Linked DNA regions of Sus scrofa: regions 1 and 3 are each linked to region 2. A link is a contact called in public targeted proximity ligation data. All regions are on one chromosome and are shown on one strand. The core of a region is the stretch at or near the end of the contact, and the rest is flanking DNA. Distances in the headings are between cores, read along the strand shown. Region 1 holds the start of SOCS5 (suppressor of cytokine signaling 5). Region 2 holds the start of TTC7A (tetratricopeptide repeat protein 7A). Region 3 holds the start of MSH2 (mutS homolog 2).

Region 1 (4,342 bases), core at 71-2,570, 260 kb before region 2:
AGGATCAGATCCTGGGACTCTCTTCAAGAGCCAATAGAGAATAAATTTAGAAAGGTTAATTGAAGAGAAAGATCATCTAAAGGTTTATGTACGGTTTCAGGGAAACTGGAGTGAGGAGTGCCTTGGGGAGGAAAAAGATTCAATAAGGATGTAGTCCGTAGAATCTACTGCAAAAGAGATCATGTAAGAACCAAAAAGTGACTCTTGAACTCGATTATATGACGCCACTGGTTGCCTTAAGAGGTGCATTTTCAGTGGATTAGTAAGGAATATAATTTAGCCTATCCTGGAAGCATGAATTGAAATAAAGATGAGAGCTAGATGGTCAAGTTTTTTTTTTTTTGGTTTTTTTTTTTAATTTGGAGGCGTCGGAATACGATCACGGTAATGTCTTAACACAGAAGTGCCTGTTAAGTTTGTGAATGAAGAAGAGGTTTCTATAAGGCCAGATGGCCTGTCCTGGAGGCGTCACAATGCCTCAACTACGCTTTTATCCTTTCAGCCATTTCTAGGGCGGGGGCCCTTCCATATAAAGTACAGGCAAAAAATGGGAGACGAACCCCCTCCATCCTTATATGAGTCACGTTTTTGACAGCCGGGCGTGGGGATGGGAATGCTTGAATTAAACTAAGTGCCCAGGTTCCCGTGGATCTTTGCATTTACTAACGGGAAGGCTCATTCACATTTTCCGAGCCGGCACTCCCGTCCTCCATGCAACATTTTTCTTTTCCTTTTCCCTAACAGAGAGAAACCAGGGACAAAGCTTTCCTCCTTCTTCCACCTCAAGGCTGACCTTCCGCCCCCAAGCCCACTGATGGCCGTTCTCTGACCACGTGACCCTCTTCAGCCCCCGTGACTCGCCGCCGCTGACCCCTCCCCTCAGGCCGCAGACCGCCCCTCAAACCCACGTGACAGCCTCTCTCCCACCTGACTGGCTCCTCTCTTTCCCCGGGCCGGACCGGCCGCCGTCGCAGCTGCCCGACTCCAAAATGGCAGCCGCGCACAGCGCGCACCCGAGCGGCCGGACCTCCCTGACTCCCGGGCCGCCCCCCTCTCGCTCCCTGCCTCCCTACTTCGGCCTTCACCTACACGCCTTCGGATTGGCCACTAAGAATCCCGCCCCTCCAGAGCCCCGCCTGCTATTGGTCACGGTAGGCTGCCCTTCAGAGAGGCGTGCCCCCGCCGCCCCCCGCCCGGGGAGGTATTTTCCATTCTGGTGGGGGCGCGGGGAGGGGGGAGGGGAAAAGGGTGAAGAGGGGGAGGCGGCCGGGGAAAGGGGTGGGGGCCTGGCGGGGGCATCCGGCGGAGCTGGGGTCCCCGGACTCCGTCCGGAGGAAGCAAGACTGCGCTCGCACGGGCAGTCGGAGGGAGCGGGACGGGACGGCAGGCGGGCAGACTCGCCCTCTCGGTGACTGCGCCGTCCGGGCCCGTCCTGCCTGGCCGCAGGTGCCCCTGGATGAGGCCGCTCTGCGCGCCCCGACCGGTAAGTGTCTCCGTGGCCAGCCCGGCCGGTGTGCGCTTCCCGGACCCTCGCGCCTCCGTTAGCGGCCGCCTCTCCGGCCCCGGTGCCCGCGCCCGGCGCAGTCCGCCTCCGGCCGGCGCCTCCACCCCGGGTGGAGGCAGCGCCGGCCCTCTGGCAGGCAAGAGGACGACGGGCGGGGGACCGCAAACCCGGGCCGGGAGCCCGGTGCAGACCCTGCGGCGCATAGTGGGAGCTTGCACTTAGTAGGTTCTCGATGCATTTCGTGGAATTGTTTTTCTGGTTGGAGGAACATAGGTCGCTTAAGGGAAAGGGGGTTGCTCCGAGCTAGTCGGAGGGCGTTCGTGATACGGGTCGCGGTGAATCGAGGGGAGGTCACCGGAGACTGGGGCATTTGCGCGCGCCGCAGGCTAGGGGTTACCGGCCAAGTCATTTGGGGCTCTAAAGCTCCGATCCCGGGGTCCTCAAGGTCGACGAGAAGAGAGGTCCACCGGGAGGTGAGCCAGAGAACTGGGGAGCTTGGATGGGGAAAGTGACTGGAGCACCTCCGGAGTTTAACGGGAGGTGGGAAGGGATGCTCAGGCGGGCACTGAAAGACCCCTCTGCAACTCCTTGGGGCCCTAAGATTCTTTGGTGCTGGGATTTGGACGTTCAAGTAGCCAGAGGGAAGTGACTTGCTGGAGAGGGAGTTGCTTTTAAAGAAGGATGCTCAGAAACAGTTTTAAGTACACATCTTGGCTTGGTTCTGAACTTTGAAAGGCAGGGGGATTGGAGTCGAGATCACATTTTCTTTTGGTATTCCAACAAAAAGGTGGACCTTGGACGTTATCTTTTATTTTAAAATATATGTATGTGTTCGGTGGTGTTTTACCAGTTATTAGTTTTGCTGGAATTTCTCAAACTGCTCCTTGAAATTCTTGTAGCAGCTTCTCCATCTGAGAAGATCCTTTCTTCAGGTTTCTCCATCCATTGCAATGGCTTACTTCCTCCCAACGTAGCATTTTGGCTGGACTGTACTATTACACTTTGCTACTGACTTTTATTCTGCAAGATTAATAGGTAATTCGAATGCTTTCTCTCCTTGCTTTTCATTGTTTCTTTACAAGGTCATGCAAAATTGAACCACAAATTCTATAGTTTAACATATTTTAACTTTTAAGCGTTGAAGTGGGAAGATGTTGGTTAGTTAGCAGCTCTAGAAGGCAATGTGAAGATCAGGTTGAGTGTTCTAACAGTTGGGAATCTTAATGTCAGATGTTTAGTTTAATTTTAATATCCTGAACTTGCATAACACTCTTGAGAGTGGGTTAAGAACGTAAAAAATGCATACCTGGGTTAGGCAGTGGCAGTCTACAGAATCCACCTCTGTGGCAGCCGGTGGAGGTTCTTCATGTCACTGAGAAGAGGAAGCTGAGAATTGTACAGCTTGATCTTTAATCTTTTTAATATTTTCTTAATCATATATATGTTATCTTACTAATTCCTGACATTTACAAAATGAAAAATGAGGTGTGTTTTTAGGGACTACTTAAACATATAGAAGAAAATTTTGTAGATCGTATTTTCCCTTTGGTGTAAATTGTAATTGTCAGTCAGAGAAAACATTTCTGCAAAAAGGTGTTGATATTTGCAGTCGCCACCTCTTAGTTACTGAAGAAATGGGTAATTACATTTTTTTTTCTCCCTATTGTCCTTGAATTTTACTGTTCGTCCTTAGGGAGAATGTACTGGCACACAAAACAGTAGCCTAAAATATTGAAACCTAACACCTTTTAACATTATAATAGCTTCTACATTATTCACCTTGGGGCTCATCTGTGGCAAACCAGTGGTCCGGAAAGCTTTCCTCTATCACCTTTGTTTAGAATGGGCTTTTACCTCCCTTTGTAGAATCAAGGAAAAATAATGCTGAATGCTTGCAAAGTAATGGTAATAACTCAACAGAATAAGAATGGGAAGCTTGGAAAAAAGATGTTTGTGTATGAGTCACATTTCTTTTAGAGCTGGAAGAGTAGACCGTGGATATGATTATTTTGCAGATCAGGAGACCGAAGCCCAAACCAGTGGAAGGGACTAAAATGCTAGCTAGTGACAAGCCAGGATTGGTGGGCAGATCTCTGACTGTAGCCAGTTTTTCTACTTTATCACATCACGTTGTTATTTCTAAAGCATTCTAGGGCCAGCTCTAAATGGTTTTAGGATTACTTGTGATGTTGTTCCCCTCTAAGGATGGGAAGTTTGAGTTGACTATCTTTATACATGAAGTGATATAAAACTAGATGAGCTTTTATTGAAGAGTTTAAAACAGTATGCTGCATTGTTAGCAGAAGTGCTGATATTCCCTCTCGTTGGGAAGAGATAAGCTGTCATCTAGATTGAAATAGTAGACAAACTTCTTAGAGTAGGCCAGTGTTCTGAAACTTTTATGCTAAAAATTAACTGCTTAAAAATTATCAGATTTCAAAAGGCTCTTATATTTTCAAAGTAAATTATGTGAAAATTATTTTAAGTAACTTTGGGGGAGGAGGGTTAATGTTAAAATGGGTTTTAGTACCTTTACAAAGAGCAGTAGTAAAATTACGTGATAATTATGAAAACATGATTTTGATCATAATTGTGATAGAGACTGGATCTGTATAATAACGTTATGATCCTGGCAAATTACTTAACCATTGTGTACCTGGGTTTCCTCACACCTAAAGTGAGGTTAATAAAAGTACCCAACTCATAGGGTATTGGTGAGGATTAAAAGTACCTCCTTAGCACAGAGTAAGGGTGCAACAAATATTAGACATTATTTGTAATGTTCATTAGGTACTTGTATGCCCATTTGTTTCCTTGCTGTTAATGAAGTCACTTTGT
Region 2 (4,146 bases), core at 1,225-3,724:
CTTCTTTTTCAGGGCTGCACCTGTGGCACATGGAAGTTCCCAGGCTAGGGGGGCCAATCGGAGCTGTAGCTGCTGACCTACACCATAGCCACAGTCACAGCCACAGCCATGCCAGATCTGAGCCGCATCTGCGACCTATACCACAGCTCATGGCAATGCCAGATCCTTTACCCACTGGATGAGGCCAGGGATCGAACTGGAGTCCTCATGGATACTAGTTTGGTTCTCAGGAAGTCTTCTTTATCAGAATTTGCCCTAAATTCTTATTTGAGAGAGTCCAGATTATTAAAAAATAAAAACAGGAGTTCCCATTGTGGCTAGGGGGAAACAAACCTGACTAGTATCTATAAGGACTGGGTTCAATCCCTGGCCTTGCTCAGTGGCTTAAGGATCTAGTCTTGCCAAGACCTGTGGTGTAGGTGGGCAGCTGCAGCTCTGAACAGATCCCTAGCCTGGGAACTTCCATGTGCTGCAGGTTTGGCCCTTTAAAAAACAAACTCACAAACAAAAAAAACCCACCACTCTTTCTATTTGTTGTTAATTTTGGTAAATATTATTGATTCAATCATGGTTGTTTTTTGTTCTTGTTCTACAGTCTCTTATTCCCCTGAAAGATACTGGTCCCTAGTGGACTGGGGTCTTGTCTGCCAGAAAAGAGCTGGGCAGGGGTCCAGCATGTGTTCCGCTGTGCTGAGGGGCAGCTGGTCCTAAGCCTTCACCACCATTCTCTGTTCCTCCATCCCACGCCCCATGCTCACACAAATACTGCTGCACCTGTCAAAGAAACAGGCAGCAGTTCCTGCAGTCAGTCCCCTGGAGTCTGGCAACCTGGGGGTGGGGCTGGCAAAAGATCAGAGAGAAAGAGGAGAGACGTTTTCCTTTACATTGTCAGGATTGCTCTTATCAACTCTGCTTTTCTTTGCCTGCCCTGGGGCTGCCTCTGGGGAATGCCTGACTAGGGCAAATCGCAGGGTGTCCTCAGGCCACCCTCCCCAAAGGACATGCATTGCTCTCTCCAAGTGAAATCCAGTTCTGGTGACCAACAAGGGCAGCCAAAGGGTAACCAAAAGCCAGCTAGAGCAGTTGAGAGGAACAGGCGTGGAGTTTGTGCAAACTAAGTCAACCGCCAGAGCTGTCCTCATTTTCCTTCCTCTCTCTCCTGGTCTCCAGGTGCTCAGAGCAGCAGGCAACTGAGCACTTCTGCCCCCCAAGTAAGGAATGGAGTTTCTTTCAGAGCCCAGAGAAGAGAGTACTCGTGGAGGGAGTCAGGGGTGAGGCAGGGCAGGACGGCTGCCTTCAACAGCAGCCCTTGTGGCTCCAGAGGCAAAGGGCGTGGGAGTCTGAGCTTCCCTTGACAAGAATCGCCCATGGTTGGAGTCGTCGAGAAGCACAAAGCAGTGAGTCTCTCATAACACTGCGAATGGTCAGGCTCACTCCCAAGGTTGTGTTAGGTAGTGTTGGGGAAAAAGGTGGACACTTTCTAACTCTTAGGGGTTTAAACTTAAAACTTAAGTTTTAAAAGCTTAAAAGCTTGCTCGGATTCTCCCGCCTTCTGGAACCTTCGGTCTGTGCCTTGCACTCTGTTAAAGAGTTTTATTTTGTCGTTTTGGTATTGCCGTGATTTCCTGTGCCACGGCCTCCCTCCCCACACGGGACTGTCAGCAGCGGTCGCTGGGCCACCATAACCGATCTCAGCAGAGGGTGTCCGTCGGCCTCTTCCTTCCAGGCCGCCCAGTAATCCTTTGAACTCCTTAGTACCCACAGCACCCGGCTAAGCCCTGCTAAGAGCTCGATACAGCTTTGATCACAGTCTTTAGACGCCGGAATTAAGAAATAAAGTAAATACAGAGTTGGAGAAACAGTTTAAAAACTTTAAGAAATCCAGGACAACAGGATTCTGCGGAGGACAGGCCAGCCAGTTGGGGTGGGGGGAGACAGGTTGGAAAGAGGAACTCGGCTCTTAAAGGAACGTACAAGTCTCTCCGTGTGGAGTCGCGGGCAGGCAACCGCTCTCCCGAGTGCCCCCGGGGTGGCGCGCGAGGCTCGCGCGGCCCAGCAAGGCGGGACCCGGGCCGCTGCCGGCGGCCCCCCGGGGAGGCTCGCTTTCAGAGTTGGGAGCGACTGGGCGGCCCGCCTCTCTCCGGATTTGTGACGTGCCGAAGACAGACCCGGTGACGGAGTCACCGCACAAAGCTGGGTCGTCGGGGCGGGGGTCTCCCAGGCCAAGAGCCCCGAAGGGATGGGGAGGGGGAAGGAAGCAAGGCGCCCCCAGGTGCCCCTGCTCCGCGCAGCATTAAAGTGAGTGGCGAGTCGGCGGTGGCGGCGGCAGCAGGGGGTTGGCGCCCGTGCGGCCGCGAGCGCCCAGCGCGCGCCTGGCGGCTGTGGCCGCGTTGGCCGCCCGCGCGCCCGTCTCGCCGAGGCCGCGCCACGCCCCCTCGGGGGTGGAGCCGCGGCCGGGGGCGGGTCTGCAGCTGGCGGCGCCCGGGCCTGGGGCGGGGCTGTGGCAGCAGCTGCAGCGGCGGCGGCGGCAGAGGCGGCAGGAGCTGCTGCAGCAAAGGCGGAGGCTGCTCCTGGACGCGCGGGGCCGCACAGCCGGAGCCCCAGTCCGGAGACGCCGGGCGGTGCGCTGGGTGCTGCGGCTGCTGCCCGCCCGCGCCGCCCGGGCCCCCGCTGCCACCTGGGCCCCAGCAGCCCCTCGCGCCCCCGTCGACACCGCCCGCGTGTGCGCCCCAGCCCGGACGCCGCCCCCGGCCGGGTCTCCACTTCTCGGCTGCACCTCCCATGACAGCACCCGCTCGAAGATGGCTGCGAAGGGCCCGCACAGCTCCCACCTGAAGATGGAGAGCGAGCTGGAGCGCTGCCGCGCCGAAGGCCATTGGGACCGCATGCCTGAGCTGGTCCGGCAGATGCAGACGCTAGTCGTGCCCGGCGGCGGAGGCGGCCGGCGAGCCAGCCCGAACGCCACGTTCACCTCTCTGGACACCGGTGAGTGAGGGAAGGGGCTGGTTCACAGACGCGGAGCGCGCGAAATGCGCCGCCTCCTCCAGGAAGCGGCCCCGACTGCCTGGGGCCGGCGATGGCTGCTTTCGGTATTACCCTTCCTTCAGTGCCTCTCTTAGCAGCAGCCAGAGTCGTTAGGAAGGTACTTCTGCCCCAGAAGAAAACTCACGTGCAGGGAGTTTGGGAGGAAAGAAGTAAACGGCTTTTGCGTTCTGCCCTCTCGGATCGTTGTGGGCTACTCCGACTACTGTGAAATGGTGGTGTTGGCACGTATCAGATCACGGCATGGGCTAGGCTTTTGCGCCGCTCCTCCAACCCGCATTCTGGTTCTGAACTATCAGGTGTAGGCTGTCGCTCCTTGCCCTCTCCTCCTTTCCCCGAGTCAAATTGACGGCGAAGCTCTGTATGGCTAGGGGCTTGACCAGCGCCAGGGTGGGGTGGTGGAAAAGCGGGAAAGAGGCCTGGTAAGCCTCAGTTTCCTCTTCTCTCTTCCAACTCGCGAGCCATCTAGGCCTGGCAGTCGGTGGCTTTAGCAGTAGGCTGTTTTGGCAGGCTGGGCTCTAGCGCTGGGGCGGGAAAGCACCCTGATGTGGCAGAGGGGGAACACCCCGCCCCAGTCTCCAACCTCAAATCTTGTTCCTGGTGCCTTGAGCTCAGCCTGGAGAGCCATCCCTGAACCCTCTCTTTGGCACAGCCACTTCAGAGCCTTGATAGAAGACGGCAGGGAGTTAATACAGATATAAAGAGTTTTAAAGACCACCCAGCCTGTGGAAGGCGCTTAGCTAGCACTGTATGTCAGTGTCCTAAGCACTGTACTCAGCCCTTTAATTTCTCCCCAACAACCCGAAGAAGCAGGTACTCTTTTTTTGCCACTTGCAGATAAGGAAACTGAGGCACAGAGAACTTACATAACTTGATCATTCAGCTATTAAGTGGTGGAACCACAATTTGAACCCAGGTTTCTGAGTACATCCTTTTTTTCTTTTTTTTCCTCAATGAATTTATTACATTTGTAGTTGTACAATGAGTACATCCTTTTAATAACTTGCGCTGTTACCTCTGAAAATCCGAGCTTGAGGGAGTTCCCGTTGTGGCACAGCAAAAACAAATCTGACTGCTATTCATGAGAATTCGCGTTCGATCCCT
Region 3 (4,385 bases), core at 1,751-4,250, 430 kb after region 2:
TTTTTGGCTTCCCTTAATACCAAGCTTTCTTCACTCTCAATCCTTCTTCTGTATTATTCCCAGAACAATTAAAACAGTCACAATCTACCTTATGTCCCATTATACTCCAATATATCCAATTTTGCTGCATTCAAGTTTTTCTTCCCGTTCACCAAGTGTTCCTGTTCCTCAGCCTTTTATACCTTGCTTGAGTTTGACCATGCCTTTGATTATGTTCTTTATGTTTTTTTAAATTTAATTTTAAAATATTTTTATTTTTTTAACTCAAGGTGTAGTTGATAAACAATATTATCAGGTATACAATAGTGATTCACAATTATTTAATTTTTTAAGTCACAGTTTTTTAAATCTCACCTTTTTATTTTTTTGCTACACCCATGACATGCAGAAGTTCCTGGGCCAGGGATCCAACCCACACCACAGCAGTGGCCCAAGCCACAGAGCGGCAAGGCTTGATCCTTAGCCACTAGGCCACCAGGGAACTCCTAAAGGTTATATTCTTAAGTTCTTTCTTATGTCTGGAATATCCTCTACTTAGTCAAGTCCCAGCTTGACATCCCCTTCTTTCATGGAGCCTTTCTTAACACTTCAACCTCAGTTCTTTCTACTTTCAACATGAAGGGCAACAGGATATACTACCCACCAATATGCCACTTGAGCATAAGGATTATTATTATTATTTTTAGGACCTGCATCTGAGGCATACGGAGGTTCCCAGGCGAAGGGTCGAAACAGAGCTGTAGCTGCCAGACTACACTGCAATGTCAGATCCGAGCTGCATCTGTGACCTATACCACAGCTCACAGCAATGCTGGATCCTTATCCCACTGAGCGAGGTCAGGGATTGAAACTGCATCCTTGTGGATGCTAGCCAGATTTGTTTCTGCTGAGTCACTGTGGGAATAAGGATTATTTTGAGCTAAAGGCATCTGAGTCAACAGATGGAGAAAAAGCTCTCTTGCCTCTGCCTAAAAGGAGGGCATAAATTTCCCTTTGTGAAGGTATTTCCCCTGAACCATCACCAGAAATGGAGCAAAAAGAAAAACAAACAGGCATGTGAAACAGGAAAGGGGACAGATGCACTGACACTCAAGGCCACGTTATTACATAGAAGTGGTTATTGTGGAGTTCCCACTGTGGCGCAACTGGATTGGTGACATCTCCTCTGGAGCACTTCGATTCAGGTTCAATCCCCAGCCTGGCACAGTGGGTTAAGAGCTGGCATTGCCACAGCTGTAGTGTAGGTCGCAACTGCAGATCAGATCTGACCCCTAGCTGGGGAACTCCATATACTGCGGAGAGACCAAAAAAAAAAAAAAAAGTGGTTATTTTGATGCAGAACTCATTCATTTACAAACATTTCCTGTGCACCTAATACGTGCCAGGCCCTCTGGTGCACAGATGGTTAAGCTTACAGAGTCTGGAACTCTAGCTCTATCACTTACCATTAGCTCTGTGACCTTGGGCAAGCCACTTCACATCTCCAGGTTTCAATTTCCTCATTGTAAAATAAGAGTAACAATAGCTCCCAACATTTAGAGTTGTGCAGATTAATAAAACAGTAAGCACATGTAAAAATAGTCAATAAGTGCTAACGAACATTAGCCATTAATATAAATGAACATACTCATCTATGCTCTTTCCAGGTGTTTAGTAAGAGAGATAGGCGAACAGATATGTCTAAACCAATGCTGCAAATATTATAATAGAGATGTAACTACAATGGTACTCCAGAAGGTAACAGAACCAATTACACCTGGGGGACTGCAGGGCAGGGCCCTTCCAGAGCAGAGGGACAAGTCTGTGTTGGAGCCACATGTGTTGAAAGGGAAGGAAGATGATTGCTCCAGATCAAAGAGTTGGGGTAAGAACAGGGGGCACTGCAGGGAGTGGGAAATATAGTCAGCAGTCAAATGGTTCAAACTTCCTCTACTTCTGAAGCTATTTGAATTTTAACAGGCCAGTGGTCCAGAGCGTCCAGGGAGCTTTCTTGAAACATCTCAAGACCCCATCTTCCAAAATTCCAACCCATTATATGTGGGCGGGGCCCCAGAACGCCTCTGAAAAGCCCCCAGGGTAATTGTGCTGCTGAATCAGGGTTTGGGGACTGCTTTTCTGGGTGGATGGTGAGCCAAACAGGAGAGTGCAATAGCTTTTGTAAGGCAGCTTACTATGCAGGACATATTCTGATCTCCAAGTCTTTGTTCAACATTAAAAAACAAAGAACAACAACAAAAAACACTGATCCATTTTTATTTTTCACCTAAACACGTTATCTTCTAACAGTTTACTTGCTGCAAGTTTACTTAGTGTATTATCTGAATCCATTCATTAGAATATAAGCTCAACTAAGGCAGTGGCTTTTTTCTTTCCTCAGATCCTAGAAGTCTGGAACACAGTAGGTCTTAAGTTTTTGATTGAATGAATCAATTAAGGAACGGACGACATGAGAATTAGGCTAGTACGGAGCAGTAGGGAGGTTGTGGAGAAGAAACCTCTAATATTGATGTAGGCAGTTTTGCCTGAAAAGGAAAAGGGACGCGATTGGAGAGAGGGGCACAGGTCTAAAAAAAATACCGATAGAGTGGAAGGCTAGGTTTTCCTTGTTTTCAAGTTTCTTTCTGATTTCATGCTCTTGCTTCCGGGGCAGATAATATATTCAAAACCTGCCAGAATGTCCCACCTGGTCTTCTAATCTAGTTATCTCTCCACCTGGTTCCTTGCTCAAGCACGGAGAAAACCCGGAGAACTGAACTCTTTAAAGGATGGGCTTCTGGCAGGGTCGGCGCTCGACCTAGGCTCAAGCATGCGCAGTAGACAGAGTCACCAGCGTGCGCGGGAAGCTGGGCCGCGTCCGATTATGATTGGCTGTCACGGCGCACTCCCACCCACCGAAATACAGCGCTGAATGCTGATTGGGTACCTCCGCAGAGGCTGGACGCCGCACGGGGGGCGAGGGAGGGGAGGCGGGAAACAGCTTAGTGGGTGCGGGGTCGTGCAGTTCCCTCAGGCTGTTGGCAGAGAGATTCCGAAATGGCGGTGCAGCCGAAGGAGACACTGCAGCTGGAGAGCGCAGCCGAGATCGGCTTCGTGCGCTTCTTCCAGGGCATGCCTGAGAAGCCGACCACCACGGTGCGCCTTTTCGACCGGGGCGACTTCTACACCGCGCACGGCGAGGACGCACTCCTAGCTGCCCGGGAGGTGTTCAAGACCCAGGGGGTGGTCAAGTTCATGGGGCCGGCAGGTGAGGGCGCGGACCGCATGGGCTCTGGGGGAACCCCGCGGAGGGGGCTTCTTTCAGGAAGTGGGAGGTGGGGAGGCACTGGGGCGGGGACTTTGGCGCTTCGTGGGGCACTGCGCTTGCTCCTGGTCGAGTGGGGCGCCACCCACCGTCTGCCCTGGGTCTGCCCCTCTGCAGCTGTCCTGAATGGGAACTATAACAATCACTAGGTTGCCAGGCTTCGAGGCGTTTTAACACATTGTTCTATTTAATTTTCCTGCAGCTGGCGTGGGTGTCTGCTTCTCGGCCCGGGCCCCTCCTTGGCCCAGGGGAATCTCATCGCACACCGCCGCCAAACCTCTTTATCACAAATTCCATTCCAGGAGTGAGATTTAGAATAGAAGGGGTTTGGGAAGACCGTTTTATGTCACCAACGTGATTTTGCTTGTTGGGCGAATGTGGTTTATACCGCCCTTCAGCGCAGGGTTCTGTAGTGTCTGCTGTTGATAGGCGGTATCGCCAGGTGGTCAGGACCTCGGACCCTGGAGCCAGATTGCCTAGAGTCAAGTTGCGGCCCCTCCACTTACTAGCTGTGTGGCCTCGGGCTAGTCCAGTATGTCTGTGCTTCCTCTCGGCATTCAGTGCCTTCCATGACCCGTCCTTATGTTTCTAACATCTCTCTCCCTGGAAAGCTACAAACTTCTCAGCCTCTGTGAGTTAGATGTTCTCGATGTTTTTGTTAATCTTTTTTTTCCCCTGCCTGCGTTGTGATAATGGAATGAACATTCTAGGAGGAATAAGACATAGTACTGCCTCTGCCACATGCAGATGGGATGTTACTGACAAAAGATGTTCTTTCATTAGGTAGACATTCATTGAGTGCTGCCGGTATCAGGCAGGGTTATGGACACCAGGGGTACCTAGATGGAAAGGCAGTACCATATCCCCGCCTTCACAGAGCTCCCCCTAGTGGAGAGCAAGGCAGAAATAATTCCAATTCCAGGTCAAGAACTGTGGAGGATGATCCACAGCAAGTTGCTGAAGAGGCATAGAGGCAGGATTGCCCATGACTGGGCATGACGGGAACTGCGGGAGTTCCTGTTGTGGTGCAGTGGGAAACGAATCCCATTAGTATCCGTGAGGATCCAGGTTTGGTTCCCTGGCC

What was found.
Region 1: a targeted proximity ligation map of alveolar macrophages shows a contact between it and region 2. A contact is called at or near these places in 1 of 47 Hi-C or Micro-C datasets (skeletal muscle) and 2 of 2 datasets of targeted methods (alveolar macrophages and skeletal muscle).
Region 3: a targeted proximity ligation map of alveolar macrophages shows a contact between it and region 2. A contact is called at or near these places in 1 of 5 promoter capture datasets (fetal liver), 2 of 47 Hi-C or Micro-C datasets (embryonic fibroblasts and liver) and 1 of 2 datasets of targeted methods (alveolar macrophages).

The regions. Positions count from the first base shown.
Region 1 is chr3:93,851,054-93,855,395 of Sscrofa11.1, reverse strand. SOCS5 (suppressor of cytokine signaling 5) reads left to right here and starts at 1,320. Exons shown (of 2, transcript NM_001162890.1): 1 at 1,320-1,483.
Region 2 is chr3:93,590,310-93,594,455 of Sscrofa11.1, reverse strand. It overlaps TTC7A (tetratricopeptide repeat protein 7A), which reads left to right and starts at 2,474. Exons shown (of 20, transcript XM_021087552.1): 1 at 2,474-2,985. The coding sequence starts at 2,802.
Region 3 is chr3:93,162,171-93,166,555 of Sscrofa11.1, reverse strand. MSH2 (mutS homolog 2) reads left to right here and starts at 3,000. Exons shown (of 16, transcript NM_001195357.1): 1 at 3,000-3,244. The coding sequence starts at 3,034.